Linked DNA regions of Mus musculus: region 2 is linked to region 1. The links are chromatin contacts, called in public Hi-C maps. All regions are on one chromosome and are shown on one strand. Each heading gives the region's core, a stretch centred on a gene start, on an enhancer-like site or on the middle of the called end of the contact. The rest is flanking DNA. Distances are from core to core; before and after follow the strand shown.

What was found. A called contact is a pair of places that touch in the nucleus more often than the background predicts.
Region 2: a contact with region 1 is called in a Hi-C map of uterus, with 6 times the contacts expected there. The contact joins two enhancer-like sites. A contact is called at or near these places in 2 of 484 Hi-C or Micro-C datasets (both in uterus) and 1 of 115 datasets of contacts at active chromatin or transcription factors (embryonic limb bud).

The regions. Positions count from the first base shown.
Region 1 is chr7:72,537,021-72,539,720 of GRCm38.p6, reverse strand. No RefSeq gene overlaps it. Among named protein-coding and RNA genes, the nearest start is that of Gm39035, 230 kb to the right of the region's middle. Within about 2 kb of position 1,275, at least 9 of the 459 cell types and tissues checked have an H3K27ac peak or open chromatin away from gene starts, as enhancers often do. A contact at or near this core is called in uterus, where this site is marked.
Region 2 is chr7:73,326,108-73,328,807 of GRCm38.p6, reverse strand. All of the region lies in intron 1 of A730056A06Rik (RIKEN cDNA A730056A06 gene), which reads left to right. Among named protein-coding and RNA genes, the nearest start is that of 4930429H19Rik, 17 kb to the right of the region's middle. Within about 2 kb of position 1,402, at least 36 of the 459 cell types and tissues checked have an H3K27ac peak or open chromatin away from gene starts, as enhancers often do. A contact at or near this core is called in uterus, where this site is marked.

The DNA.
Region 1 (2,700 bases), core at 26-2,525:
AGCTACAGATTTGGCTAAAAGCAATGGGATATATTCTGGGTTCTCTAAGTACTTTGCCATTGATGCAATGTAACAGGGAAAGAACATCAAAACCCATGAACCTCCAGGAGCTGTATGACTAGGAAGATAGGACTTCACTATGAAGAACATCTGTGTATCCTTGGCTGTATGCACATGAGTAATATAGGCCAGGGCAGCCAGTATGCATTGTATGCTGGGGTGGAGGAGAGTGGAGAGGAAGCAAGTTATTTAGGTTTAGAAAATCTCACCCGGGCCTCAATGTGAGCAGGTTTCGGCATAAGGAAACTGGGATGACATGGTTTCCCTTACAAGTTGATGTTCTTGGCAACATCAAAACCAGAACACCATGAGTAGCATGCATGAGCTTCATTTATGTGTGAAGACTGAGGGAGCTTAGGTGGCTTCAGGGGGTCATTAGAGAATGTAAAGGCCCTAGCATGTCCTCTCTGCATTCGGAGTTACTGTGATACAAACACCTATGACCCCAGACTTCTCTTGCCGCTGATTCAGTCACTCTTCCACACCCCCTTTCTGTGATGGACTGAAACCATGAGCCAAGATATAATAAATCTACCTTCCCATAAGTTGTTTCTATCAGGTTTTGGGGTCCTAGCTGCACACACATGACCAATACAGTCCCTCATACACCTCGACTTTAGAGAGAATATTAACCACACTATGCCATAAACCTTGTCTCTTTACTGCTAAAAAAATGTTGATATCTGCATAGTGGGTTCCAAATCAATACTAATCCCTCTCTCTTGAATTACACACATGTACATGTACACAGAACAAATCTCAAACTCTCTAGTATCATGCAAACCTCTCTATCCTATTCTCCATGTTTATATGAAAATTTCAGTTTTCAATCAGCTGGAGACAGAGCTGAGCCCCTGCTACGTGCTTGTTGATTTACATTTGGAAATGGCATGTATTCTAACATCAGAGAATCTTGGGTTGGATACGAGGTACTGGACTTAGTAAACTTAGGTGAGCAGTTTAGTCTTTTGGTGTCTGTGCCGGTCCTTGAATGACTTCTGACCCACTAACCCTGGAGAGGACACAACTGTAGAAGAGTAGGACTGACCGTCCTGCCTCTAGTTCCTTGAATTCTTTTAAGGTTGCTGAAGAGCAACTGTTAAGGCATATGGCATCATTATACAAGTAGGGAATCAGTCCAGAATGGTTACATCATTTCCACACAGCTGTTCTTGCAACGTAGAATTGGGCCTCAATTAACCCCAGTGCTGTGGCTCGTCCATCCAATTAATCACAACGTTAGACTGACTAAGTAAGATTGCGTCTGTAAAGCTATTCCCTGACAGATATCAGCCCCTTCACAAATGCATGTGGTCATGACAATGAAACTTTCTTTATAAAGGGAGATGGTGGATGAGACTTAATCTCTAGGCAGTTTTGCTAACTTCTGGATAGATTGCAGTGAAATGTTAAAAATAATTGTTAAAAATAAAAGTAATGACTTTTCCATCAGTTATCAATAATGGCTCTCTGTAACAATGGATCATAGAACTTCTGAAAATAATCTGCCACTATTATGAGCCCATGCAAGCCCACTTGCTGAATCCCAGTTCCAGCCAGCACCTTCTCAGCTGTTTGGCTTGGGACAAGCAGTCTGCATCCTAATACCTGGGAATCAGAAATGGGGCTTACCGAGCTATACTCCAAAATGATTGTAAATAATTTATAGAAAGAACATACTAGCAAAAACATAGGGTCCAGAGACCCCTAAGCTGGAGCAGATCTGAAAGCCACATCTCTGAGAACTAGATGTCATGGTACCAAAGGTGTCATGCCAGCTTCTAAAGTAAACAAACAAAGTTCCTACCCAGCTATGAAACCTACGAATGCCAACAATGACCAGCATGTATGACAACTGTAAGGGTGTAGTAGTGGCACACATACCTCGGTTCTAACCAACAGCTCTTCAATTGGACTTAAATCCACTAAACAAGAGGGAAGTTATACCTGATACTAGAAACCTAGCCAACTCCCCAGACCTAGTAAAGTCATAGATCTTGGAGAAGAACCTACAGCCACCACTTTGCAAAACCAGCATTAATTCCTAATTACATTTTAAATAATTGTCTTTAGACTCACAGATAAGTATATTCCTCACCCCCACCAAGAAATTTTCTTTTTGCCAAAAAGAGAGACCAGTACAGAAAATCATAACCACTCAAAATGCAGAGTTATAAACCCAGTCTGACTACAATACACTCCTGCACCTAAGGCTAAGGAACATTGCAGAAGTGGGTATAGAAAGATTGTCAGATTTAGAGGATCAGGGGTTTGCTGTGAGACTTTGTCTCCTAGTGAGGTTATATTTATGTATTTAGGAATACACACACACACATATATATGTATGTATGTATATATATGTAACAAAAATTAATGATAAAGAGGCTATGAATTTGAAAGAGATCAAACTGGGGTGTATGGAAGGGTTTAGAGGCAGAAAACGAGAGAGGACAATGATGTAATTATGGTACAACCTCAATCTCAAAAAATAAACAACAGCCAAAAAGAACTCATTAAGAAGCCTTACACTAATGAAAGAGGACCTGCATTGAAATTCACCTCTCACTTTGGTTATGGCTTTTAGGATAGACTATAAAGGGGAGAACTTGGAATGGGGAGGAGAGAATCAAAGAGACTATT
Region 2 (2,700 bases), core at 153-2,652, 790 kb before region 1:
CATAAAGACAGTGTTCAGGTTGTACTGAGGTCTGAATACTTGTGAACTCGCCAAATTCACATGTTAAAACTAATTCCTTAAGTGACAGAATTAGGCACGAGGGAGGTGACTGGGTCATGAGTATAGAGCCAGGAACAAAGGATCGACACCTCTAAAAGAGGCCCCAGAGAGGTTCCTTGCCCCTCCCTACCATCTAGGAACAAGGAAGCCTTCATCGGGCACCCACTCTGCTGGTGCCCTGATCTGCAGCTTCTAAGCCTTCAGAGCCTTAAGTAGGTCATTCCTGTTGTTTTTAAGTCCCTTGGTGGATGGTGTTTTGTTATAGCTGCTCGAACAGACTAGGGCAGTGGTTCTCAACCTTCCCAATGCTAAAAGCCATCTTTTAGTACACAGTTCTTCACATTACGGTGACTTCAACCAGAAAATGATTTCATTGCTACTTCCTGACTGTAATTTTGCTGCTGATATGAATCCTAATGTAAATACCTGATAGGCAACCCCCAGAGGGGTCGTGACCCACAGGTTGAGAACTGCTGGACTATTTCCACAAGAAACAGAGCTGTAGCCCCCCATGGTGAGGGGGAAGGAAGCACATGCAGTGTGCTAGGGAAAGTGACACTGAAGATATAGTGAAGCTGCTGCGCTGTCCTTGCAGAACCATGCTCTACTTGGGGTACACAGCATGTTTAGCGAAAGTCACTGCCCTAAAGACTCAGGCTGCCTATGTGTTTGCCCCAAATGAGCCACTGGATCTGGATGCTTGACTTTGTCCCCATCCTCCCCACCACCCAAAGGCACAATAGCGTGGTAAGATCTGCACAATATCAAGCCAGCCAAATGTAGGGCATAGCTGGGGGCATGCCTCTCGCTGAGGAGCTGTTGAGAATTGGTAGCTACTGAGGAAGGAGAGTCAGTTTTCTTTGGCTGGGACACCGATAGACTGGCCGACTTCCAGTGAGTGGCCCTACACCCATGCTCATGATGGCAGTAGCAAGGAGACTCAATGGGTTTAAAAAAGAGTATACAATGCTGGAGGGACCAGTGAGGGGTGGGGACAGTAAAGGAAGAGTTGGAAGAGGAGATGGGATGGGCTTGATCAAAACGTATTCTATTCATGCATGACATTCTCAAAAACTAGATTTTAAAAAGCCACTCTAATCAAGGAGCTGTCGTTCTTGGGTTGATGGGTTTCCTCAGTTTCCCTCAGCTGAGCTGCTCCTCATCGTTTCTGTGGACTGTTCCTTCGGTTTGCAGCTCTCCACCAGTTCTCTTCTTCTTCATCCCTGCTTTCTTGGCCATTGCATCTGAATACTTATTAGATTTTGTTTCTTGACCCTCCCCTTCGACTGTCCCAAGCTGTCCTATTTATAGCTTGCAGCTGTTGGCAGAGCTGCAGTGTTAGCCTTTGGGGAGACGTCCATAGGCTGGGTTGCCTGTGAGTTGTCTGGGAACACAGGCTGAGGCGAAGGAGACACCCAGGCGAGCTTTTTCTCTCAGAATTTATGATGAAAAGTTGGATTTCTTGAGCCAGGAGTTTACGATGGACAACAGCCCTGTGTTTGTAATTTGCAGAAAGATGGGGACGGCACATTCCACTAAAGCAGGAACTGGCTAAACCCAGCTTTTTGACTCACAAATTAGTCAATAACTCTCTAGCAAAAATTAGAAATTGTGGCTTCAGTTAAAAATTGCTTCTGTTAAAGGAGGAGGAGGGAAGAAGAAGAAGAGGAGGAGGCAGCCAAAAATGGGATATTTGGGGCAAAATTTAAATAACAATTCTAAGAGTTTTGGGTTAAGTATTTTTCTTACAGAGCATGCATCTTAAGTCAGGTCATATAGTGTGCACATGGCTCTAGTAAGACAGATGCTGTGAAGGCGGTTAGTGCAGGGAGAGATGGATGGATACACCAGGCTGACTTTAGGTATAAATCATTCACACTTTACCCACGCGATAAGCGTATAGAATTTCGAAAATGTTGACTTCTAACGGGCTCCCAGGCGATCCGCAAGCTGTACCTTCCAAAGGCTCCTGCCCAAGGCCTGCAGTGGAGCCCGAAGGAGGGCTCGCCTCCTTACCCTGAAAAGCTATGGGGCTCGCCTTTTCTTTTTAACAGTATTGTCCCTGGTTCTATTGATTAACTTTGGATCTTTCTTCTCATGACCGCGGCTACCTTGTGCGTCCTCATCCTAACAGCGCCTGGAACCTTTCTCCTTCCCCACTTCCGTCTTTGGGACTTCGGCCCATCTTCACTTTCCGCTGCGTGGAGGCTCAGATGAAAACATGTGTTTCTGATGCTCTGTGTCTTGGCCTGGGAGGAGCCTGAGGGAAGGCTTTCCTATTCCAAATTTGTCTCAGACTTTAGCACGTCAAAACTCATTGCAGTCAAAGTCAGCAGCGTCCCAAACCTCCAGTTCGCTCATTGCCTGAGAAGCCCAAGGGGCTCCGGAGCAGGCTCCGTTCGTGGGTGGACCAGACAAGACAGTTTGATACAGCTGAAAAAACACGGCGGTAGAAAGAGTCTTGTCAAGCTTGGTCTTTGACTGCAGGGGAAGTGGCACTTTTTGTCACCAGTTAGTTATGTAACAATGCTCTTTCAATATTTAAAAATGTTCTCTCTTTTTGAAGCCTTTTTTTTTTTTTTTAGTTTTTTGAGACAGGGTTTCTCTGTGTAGCCCTGACTGTCCTGGAACTTACTCTGT